Linked DNA regions of Mus musculus: region 1 is linked to region 2. The links are chromatin contacts, called in public HiChIP or PLAC-seq maps. All regions are on one chromosome and are shown on one strand. Each heading gives the region's core, a stretch centred on a gene start, on an enhancer-like site or on the middle of the called end of the contact. The rest is flanking DNA. Distances are from core to core; before and after follow the strand shown.

Region 1 (6,008 bases), core at 1,576-4,075, 300 kb before region 2:
CTTTCCACACTGGGCAGGACATCAAGAAGACAGTTCATTTTGCCATAAGTCGAAACATCTGCTAACCTATTCTTCACTTTCTGTTTTCTTCTGGAATTCATCTATACATGTAGTGGTATATTCACATGCAGGGGCTGGCTTGGGCATCCTTCTGCAGGGGACATCTGCCGGTATTCCTATGATGGAAGCTACTGTGGTCATGCCAACAGACCTGTTATTTATAACCTGGTCACCCACAGGTCTTCTGGGTGGGAATTTACCTTCCTATTAAAGACATTATCACATTTTTTAGGAGAACAGTAGAATGCCAGTTCTAATGGGCTTATGTCATCATATAAGCTACTGATTAGGTCTTTAGCATTGCGAGGAATTTCTATTTGTAAAAACCCCATGTTTGGAGTTTGGAGTTTCTCACAAGGTCATTGTTATCATTTAAACTTATGAGGATTTTATTTTTACTTAAAATATTTTTCTTTTATTTTATAATAATAAATGGCATCATGAATCTCTTTCAAAGTTAAACAAAATGTGTTTATAAGTGGACTATTGTTTTCAGCCAGGTTATATAATGATGAGCGCATGCGCGCGCGCGCGCGCGCGCACACACACACACACACACACACACACACACACACACACACACACGTATGTACGTACGTCAGGAAGAAAGGGAGAGGGAAAAATGGAGAAAAGGAAAGAGAGAGGGAAGGAGGGGAGTGCTCTGTAATGAGAAGGTTTCATTCATCGCCTTTAGTTTTTGTTTAGCATATTGAAAAACACCGTTTTTCCAGAGAGTGGTTCTTTATACACCAAAGCTATCAAGATTCCTTGGTTAAAGCCAGTTTTTAGGTAGTGTAAAATGTTTGAGGTAGTTCTGTTTTCTCTGTGTTTAGCTGCCTAGTTCCTTGTGCTCCCCCAGCCCCTGCAGGATTGACATGCACTGCTGTCTGGCCTTCCCTCTGCTTGGTGGCCTAATACCTGGGCCTTACGCTGAAGAGTGGTAGCATGAGTTCATTTCCAGGCCGGCCTCTTGGTTCAGTTATAGACAAGCTCTGTGTGCTTTGTTATGCCTTTTTTTAATTCTCTTATTCTTTAAGGAAAGCAAAGGAAAATTTGCTTGGACAAAGCACGAGTTTTTCCAATGGACATGCAGTTTATGACAACAAGCAGCGGTTGGGGTTGGACGCGGGTGCAGGAGAGGCTGTGACAGGAGAATATGCCTTAGTCATAAATGGCCACAGTTTGGTGAGTTTGCCCGAGGCTGTTCTTCTCTTTTTCTTTACTCCAGCAATCATCTCTTTTGTGCTGCCTTAATGAGAGTCTCCTTTGTGTTTTTCAAACAAATGTCACTACAAGAGATAGGGCGTGCACAGGATTTCCTGTTTGCAGAAGGAAAGACTTCCAGTGTGCCTTTCAGACATCATTGTTTGAAGGATCGCACTGGATGTGAGGCTCTGGAGAAACAGTTCGCAGGGAGTCTATGAGTTCTGCCTAAACGGTTACTTCCGTTGCTTCGCAGAACGGTTTAAACGCTTTTGGAAGACGGTGGGGGATGGCGCAGATCAGTTTTTCAGTTACCGTTCTTGCGAAGGTTTGTGATTTGCGAGTCATAACCTGACCTTCACAGAATTACCACGCCAAATCATTGCCATTAAGATACCTCTGGTGGTTTTTCTAAATAGCAACGTTCTGCAGCAAAGCCAAACGATTTGATTTCATTAGGAAATCTGGCTCTTGTCATAATAGAATAAACTTGCATTGTACTTCTAACGCAGTTCAGGTTCCAAGCCCCAAACAAAACTCAACCGCTCCTCCTGAGTCTCTAATTAGAATACAAAAGCCCCGACTGCAGTCTCGTGAAATTATCATTTCTATGTACAAAGAACTTAATCTCACATCTTTCTTTGGCTTTGGTGCTCATTTTTCACTTTGGAGTTTGGAAAAAATGAACGTTTGTTCTTGAAGGCAGTTTCTTAGTGGACAAAAGAAGTTGGAGCTGAGTCTATTAGATTCCCCCTTGTGACCGTCCGCCTGTTAGCTCCTAGCTCTCTAAGCACTATCCAGCTGGATCCCAGACGCAGCAGAGTGCTGCTTCCACACCGTGGAAAGTTACAGAGCTCAGCTGCAGGCCAAGCTCAGTCAAAAACTGGTCCAGATGACATGAACTTTTCCCTTGCACAGATGAACACCAACTGAAAGTTATGTCTGTCTGCTGAGATCTGGAGTTGAGTGGCCTGGGCAGCTCGGTAGGACAGGATCCCTCCTGTATTATGCTTTTGACAGGCCCCTGGGCTTGAGGAAGCAGTGTTTGTAGGGCATGGGCTTTCTGGTGATAGTCACCTAGCCTGTCTTTTCCTCTGTTGAAAGAAGGCTCTAAGCTGGAAGCTCTTCAGGAGCCCTGTTTGCTTCAAAGCCCTGTGCTCATGAAACCATGAGATGTCCTTCTTCAGTTAGGGAGAATTGTCTGTATTTTTGCTAGTACAGTCAGGTTTTGTTTGCTTTCTTTTTAAATCATAGCTCCAGTTCTCTCAAATTCTGAAGCTTTTCTGAATGTATCCAGGTCTGTCTTCATCAAAACCCAAGTCTACGTTTAACTTGTTGATAATAAAGAAAAATGAGCAGAGGCAAAAGGGGCCATTCTGAGCAAAAGAGCCAGTTATATGCCTTGTCTTTCAGAACATGTGGTATATTTGAGAATGATGGTCCACAGTTTTCTGAGGCATATAGACTTTGATATAGAATTTTTCTGCACCAGAGTCACAGCTTTGGCCTCATTTACCCACCCATTGCCTCATACCATTTTCATTGTTTACACAGACTGGCCAGGTCACAGTGCTAGAGAGTGGCCGAGAACTCAGACATGATTGGAGCATAGTCCTTGTTTGGGAGATCACAGTATAGTTCTGATAGAAGTATGACAGATACTGCAAAAGAGGCATTAATGCAATGCCTTTAGAGCACAGAAATAGGCACGTTTAATTATTTGTTTAAAAAATAAACAGAGGAGACTTTCTGGCAGAGCGGATGTTATTGAGTAAAAATGCTAGCAAATACAAAGATATAAAGGCAGTCTTTTAAGTAGCAATGCAGCCTGATGGGAATTATAAGAGGACCTAAAGGTGCTACCGAACAGAGCCCCTGAAGATATGCGGGCCAAACTGGAGTGGGCTGCGAGTGTCTCACTAAGGGTTCACTCTAAATAGCTGTTACTCAACAGCAGACTCATGTTTTCTCTGAATGTGTCTAACATAGAGTACAACGTGAGATGTTTCTAGAAATGTAATTGTCCAAAAAAGTTAATTGGAGAGAATCATGTTCTCTTTTCAGTAATTGCTGAGGGTATAGAAAGGCTCTTGGTATGTGGAACAAGGGTAGGAATTGGTTGGGGAATCCTGACTGAGGCCCAAGTTGCCTGTCTCCCTCCTATTCAGGCTCCTGATTTCAGCCACAGTGTTTTGCTAGGGACAGCCTCTGCTCAGGTCCTTTTCATCTTGCCTATGCGTTGGCAGTCACAAACACTAAGTCTACAAAACAGTGCAAAGGACACTAGCAGTGTGCCATGTAGAAATCACCATGGTTGGCAGTTCATATCAGCAGGTTCTAGCTGTTGCTTCTATTGATTTTCAGTAGTTCCTAGTAGAACTTTATAGTAATATATATATTTTTTTAGACAGGGTTTCTCTGTATAGCCCTGGCTATCCTGGAACTCATTTTGTAGACCAGGCTGGCCTTGAACTCAGAAATCTGCCTGCCTCTGCCTCCCAAGTGCTCGGATTAAAGGCGTGCGCCACCACTGCCCAGTACATAGCAAGATCTTGCCAAGATGGCATGGTAACATATCAAGGAGGCACACTGAGGACATAGCTCTTATTTTTATGTTAAATTCCCTTGAAACTTGCCAACAGCTCAGTATTCATGTCTTGTTACTGATTCTGTAACCCTGAATTGATCAAGTAATGAAATGGTTCTGAAATGAAGTCAGTCAAGAACCATGCTATTTGCTTTGTAATTTACAATCGTCATGTGTTCTGTTTGCTTTGATGACACAGGCCCATGCCCTTGAAAGTGATGTCGAGAACGATCTTTTGGAGCTCGCCTGTGTGTGTAAGACTGTGGTTTGCTGCAGAGTCACCCCACTCCAGAAAGCCCAAGTAGTAGAGTTGGTAAAAAAGCACAGAAATGCTGTGACTTTGGCCATTGGTGATGGGGCCAACGATGTCAGCATGATTAAAAGTAAGAGGGTATTTTCTCAATGAGACATACTGCACGCATGGAGTCCTGCTTCAGCCTGTGATGCAATGTAATAGCAATGTTCATTCGTTTAATTTTACCATGGTTCTTATAAAAATTATACTTTCTGGGCAGCACTTACATAACTACTAGTACCTCTAAGGCATTTCTCTTCAGTTAAAACACCTGCATATTTCTTAGTTTAGAAAAGGGCATTGCTTGCCTTCTACAGTTTGAGAGGGAGAGACCACTCAGGGCAGGTAAAAGCAGCCAGCGCTTCGTTCCTAGCAGCTGGGGTTGGTTCCATCTTTGATATTTACAAGTGTAAAGTGCAAATTTCCAACCTTTACCCAGCCCAGTTTTCTCTTAGATAAAACTAGGATCAATACTTAACCATGTGACTAGTTCAGGATATATGTGAAAAACCATAATAATTATTATAGTTATACAGTTACAAAAAATGGCTAACATAAAAGAGGAATAAGTTTCTTAAAGATGCTGCAACTCTTTCTCATCTTCTTTTCCCTCTAGGTGCCCACATTGGCATTGGCATCAGTGGTCAGGAAGGACTGCAAGCAGTCTTAGCCAGTGACTATGCATTGGCTCAGTTTAGATATCTCCAACGACTGCTTCTTGTTCATGGAAGGTGGTCCTACTACAGGATGTGCAAGTTCTTATGCTATTTCTTCTACAAGAACTTTGCGTTCACCCTTGTGCACTTCTGGTTTGCCTTCTTCTGTGGCTTCTCGGCACAGGTAAGTAAAGTGCACCCTTATAATTCCTCCCATGAATGGCTCCCACTCTCCAGACTGTCTTACTGATAAAGAAAAGATACTTCTATGCCTGATCCAAGACAGTATAACCATTCGGTGATTTGAGTGCTGATGAGCTTTGAATCCAACCCACATAAAAATAGCTGGAATTTTTCTTATGTATAGAGTAACTAATTACAGTATCTTGCATATCTTTTAGCTTTTTATGAAATGTGTTGGTTTGATAACAGATAAGCCTTATGAAGAATTTTTAATATATATTTGTATTCTTTAAAAATCTCACACAGTCATAGTACACCCACCTCATTTGCAATTCCTTCCAGATCTGTTTCCTCTCCACCTCCCAAATTTATGTCTTAAAACCTTATCACTTGCCAAATCCAATTTGTGCTGCCCATAAACTTGTGGATGTAGGGCCATTCATTGGTACATGGTCAACCTACCGGGGCTCACAGACTTAAAGAAAACTGAGTTTCTCTCCACTTGTCAGTCATCAACCTCTAAAAGCTCCTTAGCCAAGCCGATGGGTGGGTCATGAGCACCTCTCCTGTATAGGCTAGAGTGGTGCCTGGCCTGATCTTTGCAGGCCTCATGCAGGCAACCACAGTCCCTGTGTGTTCATTAGTGCAGGGCCTTGTGTCCTGAGGAGACCGGTTTCTCACTGGCATCTTCCTCCTTTGTTCTGATCTCTGGCTCCTATGGTCTTTCTGTCCCTTCTTCCTCTGTAGTTCCTCAGGGAGATGAGGCGTGCAATAGATGCCCTATTTATGGCCATGCACTCTGCAGACACTCTACATTTCGATCAGTTGTGAGTTTCTGTATTAAGTGTCATCCACTGCACAGAGAAACTTTTTTGATGTGTTTTAAAAGCTACACTACCTGATGGGTACAGAGATAGGAATTTAGAGGGTAGTATGATATTTTACACCAAGGAGAAGTGGTTGGTGGTCAGACATTGGAGCCATTTTGATATCACTCTGGCCAGTTGACATTCACCTGTGGAGA
Region 2 (5,815 bases), core at 1,370-3,869:
ATCTGCATGATACTAACATCCCATTTATGGTTGAAAACTCCATGATTTATGGTTGGTCTTTTGTTCTCTGTACCTTGAGCAGATGTGGACCTGTGTTAATTGCTATCTACTGCAACTAGAAGCTTCACTGGTGAGGCCTCAGAGATGTAGTACTCTACAAGTATCACTAGAAGTCATGGGGTCCATTTAATACTACGTCCATTTAGCAGATACAATGGTGTAGATTGTCCCCTTGGGCCTAGAACCTGTCTTGTCACAGGTTCTTGGTCTGACAATGGTGCCAAGCATGGGTTTCTCTTGTGGAGTAGGTCTTAAATCCAATCAGAAAGTGTTTAGTCACTCCACTGATGTTCATGTCACCTTTGCACCAGAGGTCATGCGGGTGGCAGGGGTTTCAGCTAGACAAACTTCTTTTCTCCTCCAGTGGCATTCATAACACACTCAAGCACCGAAAGGTAGCCAGTAGAGATAAGACTTCCAGATCAGTATCATATTCTGTGACTCAAGCACATGGTGTCCTCAGCAGTAGGGTCTCTTTTCATTGAGTTCTGGAGGAGAGCCAATAGCACTGGCAAGATTCTGACTATTTGGGAGTCTGCAGCTCTCCCAGCTGACCGCCCCAAAAGTCTGACAGTGGGGCTTTGATTTATTAGCTTGTGGTGTCTAATACAGGCATTGTTGCCCTGTTATAGGAGAATTTCATCTTACTCTTATTTTATGTGAGCATAATATATACATATGTTACACATACATACATATACATGGAAACTTCTGTAATAGTAGCTTGGTTTCCATATAAGTTCTCTGAAGGGTCTTTACTGTTATTTATCACTATATTTCTTACTGTCTGAGTTACATTCTTATTGCTGTGATAAGACACCATAGTGAAGCCAACTTAGAGAAGAAAATGTTTCTTGGGGTTTGCAGCTTCAGAGGACTAAGTGCATGGGCAGGCAAACATGGCACTGGAGCAGTAGCTAAAAGCTTTTGAGACACAATGATGAGCAGAGAAAGTTAATTGGGAATGGAAAGTTAATTGGTATGGCTTTTTAAATTTTCAAAGCTTGCTCCAAGTGACAAACCTCCACCAACAAAGTCACACTTCCTAATCCTTCTAAACAATTCTACCAACTGGGGACCAAGTATTCAAGGATTCTATGGAGCCATCCTCATTCAAACCACCACAACTCTCTCTCTCTCTCTCTCTCTCTCTCTCTCTCTCTCTCTCTCTCTCTCTCTCTCCTGTTCTCTCATCCTGTTTGCTCAGCTCCCTTTAAGCCATTGTCTCACTATATCCTACCCACCCCTCCTTTGAAAGCCATAGAGTGGAAGTCACATTCTTCATAGCTGTGATGTCAGCTGCATAAAAGGCTGCCGGCACTGTTTACCAATGCCTGGCATTATACATGAGTCCGTTCTGTAATATGTATAGGCACAGAAGTAAGTTGCAAGTTTCTTTGAAATAAGCTATCTTCTGGAATAGAAGACCTGCATTTACCTGGAGTAGCAAAGGAGATTGACCAAGCCCTGAGGAAATGGGTCTTTAACTCTAGAACTGGCAATGGGAACCTCTGAGGATAAGAACACCTTGAAGAAATCCATCAAGATGAACATTGGAATCAGGAAAAGTAGACTAAAAGAAAGGTGACTATGTTAAATGAAAGAAATGGATGAAGAGCCCAGAGGAATGTCTGTGGTCCACGTGTGTGTCGGCTGTCTATGCTGGGCCTTCACATAGTACTCTTTGGGATAGGCAATATTTAGAAAATGGAAAACTGAAAGCAAAACATCATATAACAAACAATGGAGCCTCACCCTAGATTTTTGAATCCCACACAAAGACCACACAACTCTGGCTTCTAATATATCTCCACTCAGGCCAAAGCATCATACTGCCAAGACAGAGAAACTGTACAAGTTGTGAAAGCGCCAGGGGATGGGGGATTCAGGTTGTTGAATCATTATATACACGACTGGTATCAAGAGTCCTATTTTGTTAGACTTTAATGAATACAATGTGTGGGTTAAAATATTTGTTTTATGACTTGGCTGTTGCTTGGACATTTTTGGAATTTGCTAGTACTCCCACCTCAGATGTTTAGTACTGATCGCTTAGACTGTGAGGAAATGTCAGGCTACAAGGAGGAAAACCAAAAGAGTCCCTGCACTGCAGATTTAGACTATGAGATGATTTCAGTACATGCATTCCAGACTCTGCATGGTCAGAGGTCATATTTAGACACTAGATATACACAACAAAGACTGAAATCAATTATTACATTCCACTAAATCAAGCCTTACCCTCCATAGCATTATCCTGTGTGTCTTGACATATCTGGACCTGTGTGTGTGTGTTAAGTGTGCAATTCATTGCTATCTAGAGGCACTGAGTTTGAGGGTCATAAGGCTTCAGCAAGGATCAGAGGAAAGATACCACTTGTGAGAGTCCAGGGCCAGCCTCACCAATGACACATGATGCTCTGGCTGTATTTTCTTTTCACTGGAGGCCACCAGCAAACACGAAGTCTCTTCTTGGTAAAGACAGATGAGAATGCAGTGTTGGGGAGGAGAGTGACAGCTGGGGAAATTGTATTGAGGGGCTGAGAATGTGGCCCCAGGGGTAGGATGTTTGCTTAGCATTCCCTGGGCCTGAGGTTCACTCTCCAAAAATAACACTGCAGTGGATAAGCCAGTAAGAATTTAACAATGGCCTCTCCAGAAGAAAAGAAGAGGTTCTGACTTGTAGTTCTTTCCCTATTTCATCAGTTTCCAGCGTTTAAATAGTCCTGCCATGGCCAGTTTTAGGTCCATATTGAGCTCCCAGCATGGCATGAGGAAGACCTGAGGAAGAAGTTTGAAAGGCTGCACACTGTTAGCTCCCAGGAGTCAGGAAAGCCCTACTAGCTTAGTACCACGTCTTCCCTGCACAGTTCATGCCTGGCCATAGCCCTTGAAACTCCATGAGATCATTCTCTCAAACGTAATAACAACATATGGTACCATACCAAAATAATTATAATTATCACCCAGACCATATGGTTACATAAGAGTAAAATTCACAAAGGCCTAGAAGAGGACCCTGAGATTTATGAAAGAGTTTTCTTTACAGATAGGGAAGGAAGGACACTTATCACCATACCAAGGGAAGCTCATTTATCACGCTCACTCTTAGTTAACAGTGGTAACAGCACACAGCACTACTGGAGTGTGTCACGTGGAGGAGGGCTTCAGAAAAGTCCTGCTGGCTCCATAATTACAGTGATCTGCTGAGATAGCCTTCAAGTTTGCTGCAGGCAAAGGGTGGTTGTGCTGTCTACCTAAGGGTTCCTAGTGGGGACAGTCCATGCTTAGACTAGGGCAGTGAGGCATGAGTGGGTGGGTGGGTAGGGGAGCACCCTCATAGAAGTAGGGGGAGGGAGTGGGAGAAGGAGCTTGTGGAGGGGAAACCAAGAAGGTGGATAACATTTGAAATGTAAATAAATAAAAGAACCATTAAAAAATTAAAATTAAAGAAGTGATCAAATATGTTCAAATATCTGTCTCAGCCACTTATACACTTTGAAATTTTCCAGGAGAGATATCCTACAATTTTTATATTCACATCACCAAGAAGAAAAAGTGGGGAAGGAAGAGGAGGAAAGAAGAGGATAAAAAGAAAGACACGACTGAATATTAACTATGTAGCAGTAGACTTTTAAAACTAGAAATAGGGACAGCGAAGTGCCTCAGAAGGTAAAGATGGTTGCTAGGGATGAGAATCTGAGCTGTGTGTGCTGGCCCAACATGGTGGGAGGACGGAGCTGTCTACTACAAGTTCTGATTTTTGCACCCATGCAACACACACTGCAATACACACACGTACACACACACATATACATACTTACATACATACATACATACATACATACATACAAAGTCTCACACATACATACATACTCTCCACATGGCACATATATTCACACATACATTTATATACATACATATACAGATACACTCATACACATTATACACATATACACTTACATACACATACACAATAGAAAAGGTAAAATAATTAAGTAGAAATTAAAGACAAAATGCTTGTGCAAGGGGGAAGTACTTTGACATTATCTGCAACTCATACGTTTTTCAGTTGTTAAAGGATAATTTCAGAAAGCCAAGATTTTGGGAACATGAAAACTGTCCACAGCTGCAACTAATCCCATTGCTTTTATGAAGCTTTATCAGAAAGTGAGTTTTATGTTTTATTTTCTCGTGTATTACATTTTTATTTGTATGAAAGTCAGAAACTATGAGAACATAAAGTTCACTGTGATTTCTATAAAGACAAGAGCTTGGCGGTGGTCAGCAGCGGGGTTTAGTCATCCTGCTTTTACAGAGCCTCTCCAGTGGGCATTAGCTTAAAACGCATGAGGTGTGTTGTCTTAAATTGGGAAAGAAGGAACGGGAAAATCTTGGATGAAAATAATCCAAATACAACTGAAGCCTTTAAATGATAATTAATTAGGAACACAATTACTGTGCTAGAAGTGAATGTTTGTGAGTTTCAGTGACCTTTAAAGATGACTCGGTGCCAAGTAATAGCTTAGTCATGGATTATGACCGTTTAAATGGACTATTTTTTTCTTGGTTCTTTTCCCCCAGAGAATATGTAGCTGATGTTAGTATAAGTACCTCGACTTACTCAGCTTACCAAGCTGAAGTCTCACCTTAGAACCAAGCTCTCAGACTCTTTACGTGTTTTATCTGACTCGAGCAGCCAGCAGCACTATAGCCATTAAGTAAGTTAGGGAAAGGGGGGTGTCAATTAAGAAAGCACTTCCCAGCCCAAGATAAATAATATCAACAGGGGCATAAAACACTACTTCTCAACATTAGGACAAAAGTTACAATATTTTGTTACATTTTACTACGAACCTATTATGAACCTTTCCAAAAACACATCGTTTAGTGGACAGCTACAAAAACTCCCGTGTTTCCTTAACGTAATTCATCATAGCTCTGCTAATTTTAAAATAACATAATAAACACAAGGCTGATTTGTGGGCCTGTCTCTCAATGCTGGATTAATAGATGCTGGGTAGCTACTGCTGTTGGCACAGTGGTCTTACTTCAGTGAATCTCCAAGAAACCTGCCATCATTTTAACAGACTTCATTTCCTAATCTGTACTATATCATTTCTCTCTTCTTGATACGTGGATGTGTAAAAACAGAATTCACTTGCTTGAGAAATTTAATAATATATATACGCATAAAAAGTATCTCTGTGTGTGTATTTTTAAGAAAAAAATTACTCAAGTGACTATATTTGCCAGAGTTTTGTTCTGTTAAATTTTCCTGTTTTGTTTAATTGGAACCATTATTTTCCAAACCATTAAGCTTTGAAACTGAAATTTAAAAAAAAAATTCTCATTTCTCTTCTCCCAGATGAAATTCCCACTTACCACAGATCCCACCTACTGGGTGGCACATGAGGCCCTCTCATTCCCGGTTCCATAATTAACACCATTCTTGACATCGGAGCTCTGCCCTTTTTTGGGGGCAGGGGAGGGGTTCAAGACAGGGCAGAATAGCCCTGGCTGTCCTGAAACTCATTCTGTAGACCAGGCTGGCCTCGAACTCAGAAATCCACCTGCCTCTGCCTCCCGAGTGCTGGGATTAAAGGAGTGTGCCACCACCACCCTGCGGAGCTCTGCTCTTTTTTAACCCTACTCTCTCCCCGACTCCAATCCATCCATAAAATGGCTCTGCTTTCCCTGATCCCAAGTCGGGCCTTAATATTTGGAGCCCACCTATTTGGGTACCCTAGCATAT

The links. HiChIP or PLAC-seq counts read pairs in DNA pulled down with a chosen protein or histone mark.
Region 1: a contact with region 2 is called in an H3K27ac HiChIP or PLAC-seq map of heart atrium, with 7 read pairs. The contact joins two enhancer-like sites. A contact is called at or near these places in 8 of 484 Hi-C or Micro-C datasets (the 3T3-L1 cell line, embryonic fibroblasts, liver and 2 more), 1 of 115 datasets of contacts at active chromatin or transcription factors (heart atrium) and 1 of 9 other capture datasets (embryonic stem cells).

Annotation. Positions count from the first base shown.
Region 1 is chr2:126,356,993-126,363,000 of GRCm38.p6, reverse strand. Atp8b4 (ATPase, class I, type 8B, member 4) reads left to right here. Exons shown (of 28, transcript NM_001080944.3): 21 at 1,098-1,245; 22 at 4,050-4,233; 23 at 4,762-4,985. Among named protein-coding and RNA genes, the nearest start is that of Atp8b4, 130 kb to the left of the region's middle. Within about 2 kb of position 2,825, at least 40 of the 459 cell types and tissues checked have an H3K27ac peak or open chromatin away from gene starts, as enhancers often do. A contact at or near this core is called in heart atrium, where this site is marked.
Region 2 is chr2:126,061,830-126,067,644 of GRCm38.p6, reverse strand. The region is part of intron 11 of Fam227b (family with sequence similarity 227, member B); the gene reads left to right. The region is part of intron 2 of Fgf7 (fibroblast growth factor 7); the gene reads right to left. Among named protein-coding and RNA genes, the nearest start is that of Fgf7, 30 kb to the right of the region's middle. Within about 2 kb of position 2,619, at least 26 of the 459 cell types and tissues checked have an H3K27ac peak or open chromatin away from gene starts, as enhancers often do. A contact at or near this core is called in heart atrium, where this site is marked.